Regions from separate parts of the Ovis aries genome. Here region 1 is linked to region 2. A link is a contact called in public Hi-C data. All regions are on one chromosome and are shown on one strand. Each heading gives the region's core, a stretch centred on a gene start, on an enhancer-like site or on the middle of the called end of the contact. The rest is flanking DNA. Distances are from core to core; before and after follow the strand shown.

Evidence for each region. Hi-C and Micro-C count contacts between places; a contact is called where the count stands out from the background.
Region 1: a Hi-C map of hypothalamus shows a contact between it and region 2, with 4 times the contacts expected there. The contact joins the promoter of PPFIBP2 here to the enhancer-like site in region 2. A contact is called at or near these places in 2 of 16 Hi-C or Micro-C datasets (hypothalamus and liver).

Annotation. Positions count from the first base shown.
Region 1 is chr15:44,870,926-44,875,906 of ARS-UI_Ramb_v3.0, reverse strand. It overlaps PPFIBP2 (PPFIA binding protein 2), which reads left to right and starts at 1,690. Exons shown (of 26, transcript XM_042233096.1): 1 at 1,690-1,857.
Region 2 is chr15:44,805,835-44,811,107 of ARS-UI_Ramb_v3.0, reverse strand. The region is part of intron 3 of PPFIBP2 (PPFIA binding protein 2); the gene reads left to right. Among named protein-coding and RNA genes, the nearest start is that of PPFIBP2, 66 kb to the left of the region's middle. Within about 2 kb of position 2,612, at least 21 of the 54 cell types and tissues checked have an H3K27ac peak or open chromatin away from gene starts, as enhancers often do. A contact at or near this core is called in hypothalamus, where this site is marked.

The DNA of each region.
Region 1 (4,981 bases), core at 441-2,940, 66 kb before region 2:
ACTGGAGTGGGTTGCTGTTTCCTTCTCCAGGGGATCTTCCCCACCCAGGGATCGAACCCAGGTCTCCTGCATTGCAGGCAGATGCTTTAAACTCTGAGCTACCAGGGAAGCTGCTAATCCCAAACTCCTAGTTTATTCATCACTCCCCTTTCCCTTTCGGTAACCAGAATTTATTTTCAATGTCTGTAACTTACACCATTTTTAAAGATGATTTTTAAAAAGTAATGTATAGTTCTAAAGAACAGACTACCATTTTCTGAGGACTGCAGGTCCACTAGGGCAATAACATGTGGGATCTGGAAACACCCATGAACTCGTGTGAACCATGGCAGCCGCCTCTATAAAAGCCTCTGAGCTATTTTAAGGAAGTGAAAGAGAACTGAAGAGTGTCCTGTTGTAACACAACTCTTGTGGGCCCCAGCCTTCCTCTGCTGGCTTTGCCCTTGGCCTGCCTCTGGCCAGGTTCCTGCAGTGACCAGAGTCTCATGTTTGCCAGGGTGGCTTAAGTTTTGTTTGCATGTACAAGTCTGGGCACACTGGTAATTTCAGACCATCAGGATAATATAAAAAATAATGTGTCTTGTGGAGTTGATCAACAACCCAGCCTGTAGAAATGTAGATAAAAACTGAGGTTAGGGAGGTAGTGACTCCTGCCAGAGCTGGGGACTATGCCAGAGTCCTTGGTGTCGATGCCATCTGAGGCCCACAGGGATTTTAATCCGCTGAACTGAGCAACCAAGTCTTGGGGCCCAGACAGGGCAACAATCTAGCAGTACCACCAAAGGGGATTCATGCCCTACACCGGGAGAAGGCCTTGGACTAGGTCCCCAAAGGCCCAGTCCTGCCCCGATCCTATAGTCCATTCCTGTGCTCAGCAAAGCTTTTGTTGTGCCTGTGGAACCCCCGCCTAAATGCTGGGCACAGGACAGGACTACTTGTCCCCAGCTGTTCACAAGAACGGGCGCCGGCGCCGTTGACTGACGCTGACCGCTAGAGGGACCTCCACTACAGGTCGCGGGGTTCGAGAGCGGCCAGATCCTAGGGTGACTCAGTCTTCCGAATTGGGGGCGCTCAGAGACAAGAAATGAGACTGCCATCAGGCCAACCTCAATTTGAACTAGATCGCTTGGGCCCAGAAGTCCGCACACCCGACGGTTGCTGCTCTGGGACTGCCTCTAAAACATTCTTTCTATGACAACTCTTTTTGCAATTCTCGACCCAAGTTCCCTTTCTGCTTTTCGCTTTTCTTCCCTATGGCCAAGGAACGGTGCTCAAGGTCTGGAGAAGCCCAGGGAACAGGGAGCCGAGGACCGCCAGGCATCACCCGGGGCAGGAAGGGTGCTGGAGAGGGAGGTGACAAGGGCAGGGGCGGGGCTCTTAGGGGGCGTGGCCGCCGAAGAGAGGCGGGGCTTAGGGGAACGGTAAAGTCGGCTTAGGAGGCGGTGCTGGAGCTGGGGCTGGGCGGGGCTGGGGCTGGACCGGCCGGGGCTGAGCAGGTCCGAAGGGGCGGGGTTGACGAGGCAGGTCGCTAAGGAACTAGAACTCGTGGCGGTTGGGTCCCTGCGGGCTGCCACGGAGCCTAGAGGGAGGGGGCGTGGCGGAGGGGCGGTCCCGGGGGAAGGTGGGCGGTCTGGGAGCCGGCGCTCCTGGACTAGCCTCCCGAGTCTGCCGTGGGTCCCCGCCCCCGTCACGTGGGCTCCGGACGCGGCCGCTGCCGGTCGGTCCGCTGGTTGGTCGGTTAGTTGGTCGGTGGGTCAGTGGCCTGCTGTTCGTTTCTCGGCTCTCATGTTCGGAGGTGGGGGGGACAAGTGAAAGGCCCGCACACCTGAGCTGTCCGGAGAGGAGCCCCAAACTCAGGTCAGTGGGTTCTCCCCACGCCCCCCGGGCCCACTGCGCAGGCTGAACTGGGAGCCCCCGCAGGGGAATTGGCTTAGGAACTGAGATCCCCGAGTGTATCCCAGACGCGAGGGCGGGGACCCTCCTCCCCTTCTTTTGCCAGATTGCGAGGAGACTATAACTCCTGGGGATTTGCTTCGTGTCTCCTCCCAGTCCTGTCTGGAGTCTACGGACTGTCCGCGCCCCTACAGGTGCCGGGATGGCCCTAGAGATGCGCAGGGTGGCCAGTCATCCTAGTTGTGTGTAGTGTGTCAGAGCTCTGCTCAGTCGGTTGGAGCAGCGGCGTAGTCTAGAGAGATAGCCCAAGGTGGTCGGGAAGCTTACGGTCCGTTTTGCCCAAGCAAATCGATGTTCCACAGAGCGTGCGTCCAGCTACAACGCCTTAGCTGAAATCAACTCTGTATTGTAATTGGAAAAATGCAACAGGCTTTTCCAAACCTCAAGCCACAGCGTCCCAATAGACGGCAAAACGGGGATGGTTCTGTTTGAAAGAGGGTTCCTCTCCTTCATGACATCCTGACTCCAGACCTTCAGTTGTTACTCAGATGAAAATAAGATTATATATTTAAAGACCAGGGCTTCCAAAGTGCGCATAAGATCAAAACAGGCACTCTAGCCAGCATTTAGTCAGTCCTCTTAAAAGACAAATCCAGAGCATTTTTACTTTTAGAGCAGCTGGATGTTTGTCTCCCTTTGTATATTTTAGTTCACTTCCTGTCTCATATCTTTCTCCCAGTACCTTAATCAATTATACTACAAATCTGCAATGTTACCAAATTTTATGTTGCATTCTATGAAGTTTAATGCCCAACAAAGGCAGTTGGCTGTACACAGAATTCATCTTCTGTTTGTTCAGTCTTTGCTTGTTATTTGTACTACATGAAAAAATACTTGATTTAGAGGTTTTCTTTTTTACTTGAGGCTTAGGTAGTCTGTATGTAATCTGCTTATATTTAGATGATTTTGAAGTGGGAGATGAGGGGGAATGGTGGACTTTTACTGCACTCGTTCATAATTTTTACTTAATAATACATTATTGTTAGTATTACTTGAGATTCAGTGATGTGCCAGTTATTAGCATATTGCTACTACAGAGATAAACAGCATTATGGTCTCTTTACTGGGTCAGCTATGTGCCACAGGTGCCTGACAAGTAGAATGAAATAAATGGTATGAAGGAGGTAAGAGCAAAGTGTTGTAGGAATTTATTTTTCATCTGACTGTGTAAAACCTGGGATAATTTCAGGAAGGGGGTGACACGTGCATGGTGGACCTTGAAGGATTTCTCCAGGCAGAGGTAGGTAGAGTGTCACCTGCCCTGTGAGAGGCAGGCAAGCACTTCATAGCCTGAGAAGTAGCAAGTGGCTCAGCTTGACTCCAGTGGCAAGTGAGAGACAATAAAGCTGGTGATGAGGAAGAAACCTGTTCCCAGCGGGCCATGAAGGCCAGGTGGAGAAGTCTGGGCTTTGAAATCATGAGCCTCAATAATGGCTTTTAAGCAGGAGATTGATTGATGGTTGTCTGAATTTAAAGTCTGGGACCTTGGCCCTTGACCCTTTCAGCCTCCCAAACCTCTAGCCCAGTGGAGAAAATCTAGTAAATATTTGTGGAATGAATGATCTGGCAACACTTGGTAGCAGTGCTTTTCAACCTTTAACAAGCTTAAGAGTCACCTGGGGATCTCGTTCAAATGCAAATTCTGATTCCTAGGTCGGGGTGGAACCTGACATTCTGCATTTCTCGGAAGTTCTCAGCAGTACAGCCCCTTCACTTATGTATAGCAAGGATTTAAAAAAAAAAAAAAAAAACAGTTTGCAAACCTGGCTGAGACTCAGAATTGCCTAGGGAGCTTTTAAAATTACTCAGATTAAGTAGGTCTGGCATGTTCTTACCAAATTCCTCTGTGATTCTAATGAAGGCCAAGTGGAAACTGCTGGGTAAGAGACCCTCAGGTTGGTGAAGCCCAGCGGAAGATCAATTAAGATAGAAGTGACTAGGGCCTGTGCTGGATCCCAGAGAGGATACAGGTAGGAGAGACTAGAGAGACAGAATCTATGGGCTAGGGGGCCAGATGGAGAAGTGAGGAGGGAGGAACAGTCCTGAAAGAATTGCGCTCTCGAAAAGGAATGGCGTACGTAGCCTTAGGCTGTCACATTTGCGGTAATTTTTGGAAGCTGTTTTTCACTTGGCTATCAAAAACATTTCCTTCCTGATACATAGATTTGTTCATGACACTTCTGCTTGAAATCTTCTGGTGGATCCCCTTTTGCAAAACATGGGAAGGAATAGCTAATATGAACAGCACCGTTGAGGCATTTAAATGTTGAGGCAATAAACTTAAAGGTTTATTAAGTTGCCAGACTGAGCACCCTCATTCAAGAAGTAATCACTCAGGGGAAAAAAAAAAAAAAAAGATGTCACACTGTCATCACTTGGTGTGGGCACAACTAGGCTGACACTCTTGGCAGCTTTGTGTTTTCCTGAGTCTCTATTTTTCCTGCTTCCTCCTTCCTCAGAGCAGTTCCACTTGTTTTCCTAGCATCGTGCTTTGGTTTCAACACTTGATGACACCTGTGTGTCTCAGTTTTTGCAGAATCCAGTGCTGGTCCCAGAAGGGTGGGCTGTATCCTTTATAGACTCTGAAAGCCAGGACTTGCAGATCTTCATGAGGGCCATTCTTATCTCTCATGCAGTGAATGCTCTGCTAGGAGAAGCTGTCTTAGAGCATCTGTTTACCTTTAGACCTAGATCTCCTCAAGGCTTTGAGAGTTCCAGGGTGCTGCTCACTCTCAGCTTTATCTTTGGGAAATTTATGATTTCTGTTAGTGCTTCTAGGTAGTCCTTACTACGGTGCTTCCTTGTAATTCTTACTTTGATTTCCTCTTTCAGTCACAAACACATTTATGCACACGAGAACCCAGCTTTCACCATGCACAGTGCTTTTAGTCATCATGTTCCATGTTGTATAGTAATCTTGGCTTCTGTAACACGTTTGTAGATGGAAGGTATAGACAAGATGGAATAGGCTTGCCTCTGAAAGGGATAAAGTATACCATCCTTATTTGGCATTCAGAGTTCCACAGAG
Region 2 (5,273 bases), core at 1,363-3,862:
TGACGTCAAAAGGCCATTCATTCAGACATCTGCACAGACTCAGCTTTAGGCTGGTGCCAACCAGCCCCTGCCCAGCTCATGCTGGTCAGGTAATGATTCCAAGTAATTGGAAAATAGCTGGGCTGCGTGAAGCTGGAAAGATATGCTATTAAAGGGAGGAAAATAGAAGGAAAGAAATAGACCAAGTCAGCTTAATCAAGGAGGGCAGTTTATAAGCAAAAGAGTTTTAACAAGCTATTCCCTTATGTGTTGTTCTATAAGACAAATTCAGGAATTTCTATTATTAGCTTCTGTAAACTCTGTGGGGCACAGTTTCAGTATCTGTGTCTGAACTCTGGGCTTATCCTCAAAGTTGGTGGCACACCACGGAGCTTTGGACAGGGCTTTTGTACAGGAAAGGTTCCTGAAGTCCAAGACAAGCAGGCTTCATGGAGCCTGGCCTGCAGAGTAGCATCAATGAGGCCAGCCTTTGACAGTATAAGATTGAGACCCTCTTTCATGGCTGGCAGACCAGGCCAAGCTCAGGGTCAGGACTTTCAGGAGATGAAGCTGAGGCCCATGCCAGAAGGCTACAGCATCTCTGCTGTGACGGGAATGGAGGCGAGTTCCAAAAAGAGGCCGCCTCTTTCCCCTCCGTGCAGGTAAGCTTGTGGTGACCTAGGGGTGAAGCTCTCAGGGGGAGTGGAGCCCATAAGGAGCTGGAAACAGCCAACTAGTGAGAAGCCAACCAGTAAGACTCTGATGCTATGAAAGATTGAAGGCAGGAGGAGAAGGGGGCAACAGAGGATGAAATGGTTGGATGGCGTCACCAACCTAATGTCCATGAGTTTAAGCAAACTCTGGGAGTTGGTGATGGACAGGGAAGCCTGTGTGCCACAGTCCATGGGGTTGCAAAGAGTCAGACATGACTGAGCGACTGAACTGAACTGAGTGAGAAAGGGAGGGGTGATTAGACCCAGTGAGCCTGGTTCCTGGGAGGTGCCCAAGCAATACTAGAGCCAGCAGAGTCTCCAGATGGAGCATCTCTGGGGGCTTCTCTAATAGCCGGGTACACACATTCTTCATCCACAAGGCATCGGACTGTCCCACTGTTTAATCACTTCAGATGTGGGTCCACGGGATTTTTTGGTGAAAACCTGAGGTTTCAGGGACTAAAGTCTGAGCAAAGACAAACCCAGAAGCAGCAGAGGGGAGGGTGGGTAAGGGGAGAGCTTGGCAGAGACCCTCCAGAGGGACTGTATTCTGTGCTACTTTCTGGAAGTGGGGTTCATGGAACAGGCCTGGCCTCCCAGGGGAACCCAGGCTCTCCTTGGCCAGGCTGCAGGTGTCCTGCTCAGCGTGTTCAGGCAGGTGGAAGGGAATGGACCAGGTGAGGCAGTGTGGGAGGGAGGGATGAGCCAAAAGGCCAGCTCTATGCCACCCTCATGTGGATGTGAGTGGACTTCGTTTCCCTCCTCTGGGACTCAGTTTCCCTACCGGAAATGACAGCTGGTTTGACAATACCTCTGTAGGATCTGGCCACGCATTCCAGTTCTGCAGTTTAAGGGCTTTAGAGCAGCCCCCTGGTAACCATCAGTCCCTGCCTTCCTCAGTCTGGACTTTTGTTAAAAATATATTTATTTATTTAACTGTGCTGGGTCTTAGTTTCGGCATGCAGGATCTAGTTCCCTGACCAGGGATTGAACCCTGGGCCCCCTGCATTGGGAGTGTGGATTCTTAGTCCCTGAACCACCAGAGAAGTCCCTCAGTCTGGACCTTTAAGTTTGCAAAGTAGAGACAAATTAGGGAACCTCTCTTGGTATAGCTGCTCCATGTCAGGGCTCAGCCAAAGCCGTCATCTCTGGAGCGGTGAAATGGGATGCCCTGACCGGGGAGCCTCCTCTGAGCCTGCTCAGCTGGTCCGGGGAGGTGAATCCCATCTTAGGTCTCACCTCTGTCCGTCTATATATCAGATATTCATGTGCCCTCAGTTACCTTCTTAACCAGATTCTCCAGAAATAAGGAAATAAACCAGACCCAGGAGGGCACATGGCCACCCCCCACCAGCCCCCATCCGCTCAGCCACCTTGTCACAGATGGCGGCTCCTCAAACAAAGCCCCTGCGTTCCTGCCAGAGTCAGCCTGCAGTCTTTCATTCTGGCCAGAGGAGCAAATCTGTTCACCATATTGAAAAGCCAGAGTTTAGGGGGAGAAAAAAAAGGATGGAGGAAGCTGTTTTATGAATTATAAGCCGTCAGCTTGCCCTGCAATTCTCTGTATCTCTGTCCTCCACCTAGGGCCTGGAGTGAGAGATGGATGGATGGGGTATTTGTGTGGCAAATGCGTTCATTTTGAAAAGTTACAGGCAGGAATTATATAGGAAAATGTTGGCTTTCTGGATGTTAGAAAAGGGGAAATTTGGTGATTGTTTTTCATTAAAAAAAAAAAAAAATGAAGGCTTTGTGAGTCAGTTTCCAGTGTGTGTCCTGCTATAGGTGTGAACTTGAGAGCTCAGACTTGTAGGTACTTTCTCTCCTGTCCTCTCTCCTGATGCCTGGTGTGCGGGTTGGAGGAGGGCCCTTGTCTCTGTGCAGTACTGGAAAAAGCCACTAGGTGGGAGTCAGGGACAAATGCTGGAAAGTCTAAAGCTCAGGAACCCGCTTTGTGAGAAAAATAACTGCCTGCTTCCGCTCACCCCCAGCCAGCCACGTTGAAAGAGGACATAAGCTCCTCTCATTAGTGAAGTTGCTGGACAGTGTACCTGAGTCAGCTGGCAAAAAGAATTATTTTCCTTGGAAGCCAGTGGACAAAGGATAGGCCTGGGATGCCTCCACTGCTTGTGCCCCCGCCCTTCTCCTTGGGGGAGGAGACCAGAGGGATGACTGCTGGTCCTGGGAGCAGAGGTCTGACCTTCCATTATCAAAGCTAAGAAGCTCTCTCCAGACACCTTTAATCCCAGTGCCTTTTACTAGCACACTATTACTTAGGATGGCTCTCCATTTCCTGACCTGTGTTTTTCAGGCCCTGTCCTAGAGAGGTTTCCTATACCTTGGGGATTTTGAAAGTTTTTTTTTTCCTGGCATAACACCCCAAACTGGGGCCTTTAGCCATTGCAAACTTAGCAGTTTTAATTTTCCTGAATTTGGGTGTTTTTTTTTTTTTTGCCCTCTTCCAAGTAATTGCACCTTACTAAAATTCTGGAGATCTGGATTCTTTCAGACCTGACTCGAGACTAGTTCAGCCCCTAAGAACCAATGTTTATAAATGAGCAAGAATGTGCAAACACTGGTGGGAGAGCAAATAAATCCTTCCCCGCTCAGTTTCCTGCTCCGGGCCCAGGGGACATGGTGGGCGGTGTTGCCGGGTTAGCATGACCTGAGGTCTGAGCATGTAGACACCCGCCCACCCTCTGCCTGCAAAGAGGGCATGCCAGAGTCACAGCGCTGGGCGTCCTGCCCTTTCAGGCAGGTAGGAAGGTTCAGGAGGAGTCGTACTTCAGGCAAACTGCTCAGTAGCCTGTGCTCCAAGGAACTTCTGAAAATAGTTTCCTTTTACTCCTCAAATATAGTCATTAAGACTGGCAGGATGGGGAGACTGTTAGCGATGCCCAGTCTCGGGCCCGATTCCCAACCTGCTGGGCCTGAATCTGCATTTTTACAAGAGTGCCCTCTGTCCCTGGAGATTCATTATAGAGAGACATCATCCTCACCCGGGGGTCAGCAATCTAGGGTCTGTATTTGGTCTGCTGCCTATCTGTTATTCCCTGAAAGCCAAGCATGATTTTTTGTGATTTCCAGTGATTGATGGGAAATCACAAGAAGACTAATTTGTGATGTGAAAATGATGTGAAATTTAAATCTTACTGTTCACACACACACATAAAGTGTCACTGGAACACAGCCACCCTCACTGGCTTCCACATTAGCTGTGGCTGCTTTTGTGCTGTAAATGAGAGAGTCGACTGTAACAAACCATATGGCCCGCAAGCCTGAAACGTTTGCCATCTGGCCCTCTACAGGCAGAGTGTGCCGCCCCTTCTGTTACCCATTTTGGAGACGGGTCTTCATGCCTGGACACTGTGGGTACCTGGGCTATGGGGCCAGGATGCTGTTGCACAAGCAGGACCTTGCAGCCCAAAGGACCACCCACGGTCCTCAGGCCGTCCCTTCCTCTCCCAGAGGTAGGCTCACGGTGCAGCATGCCTGCTGAAGGACATAAGCCTGTGTTTGATGTATCAGGGTGTCCTGGCACCTATCATCATGGCCCAGAGGCCAAGGCTCAGCCCTGAGCTGGAGCTCAGGATGCAGGCCAGAGGTCAGCTGACTAGCTCATGACCCTTCTCTGTCCATAGTTGTGCCTGATTCCTGGCCACCAGCAGGAGGAGCAAATCTCAGAACTCCATCCACAGTCATTCCCGCATACGTGGGATTCCAGCCAGATAAGCAGCTCTCCTGAGGTCTCCCCGCTGGACCCTGGGATGAATTCACTGATGGCTCTGGCCTCATAGGTGTGTTTTCACTCCCGCAAATGATCAGGTGCCTGCTCTTTGCCTTCAGCTGGCTGCCTCATGTTCCAGACAGTAATGAATTGAGTCTCACTGACCTTGACTTGCTTTTGGGAAGGCTCTGAGGGCTATAGGGTTACCGTAATGAATCTTATTGGTGTATCCTGTGTGGCTCCTGAAGACTTCTCCCTTTAGTGATGGATCCAGGGAGTCCCTGAGGCTCTGCCTCGCAGGGCAGTACAGTAGAAGTGGGACCACCCCCACCATGCTTAATAAGGGCAGCCTAATCCTTTCCAAGTAACTACTTAGATGGGCTAAAACCCAGGCTTTCAATCTTTTGGGAGTCATGGATCATTTTGATGATCTGATGAAAACTATTTCAGAGAAATAGTGATTTATACATACTCATAGTGCTTTGTATACATTTTACGGATGTAGTCAAGAGCCTGTCTGATCCCCCAAAGCCCCTCTGTGACTCACTGTGAGGAGCCTCTGGCTGGGTGGGCTTCTGAGTGAGGGGGCACAGCTATGGGTTTGATCCTATGCCTTTAGAGTGCTATTTGTGGATTGAGTTAATTACAATATAAAATTTAGGGTTTCAAAGGAAAAAAAGAACTGAGGTAAGAATTACTACTTGAGGTACCATAAAAATATGTCAAGAATTTAGCTGCAGTTTATCTGGATTTCCTCCCTCCTCCCCTCTTCCCTACTCTCTTCTCTCTTCCCCTCCTGCCTCCTGTCTGTCTCCTCTCCTCCCGTTCCCTCCTCCCCTCCTGTGCTCCCCTTCTCC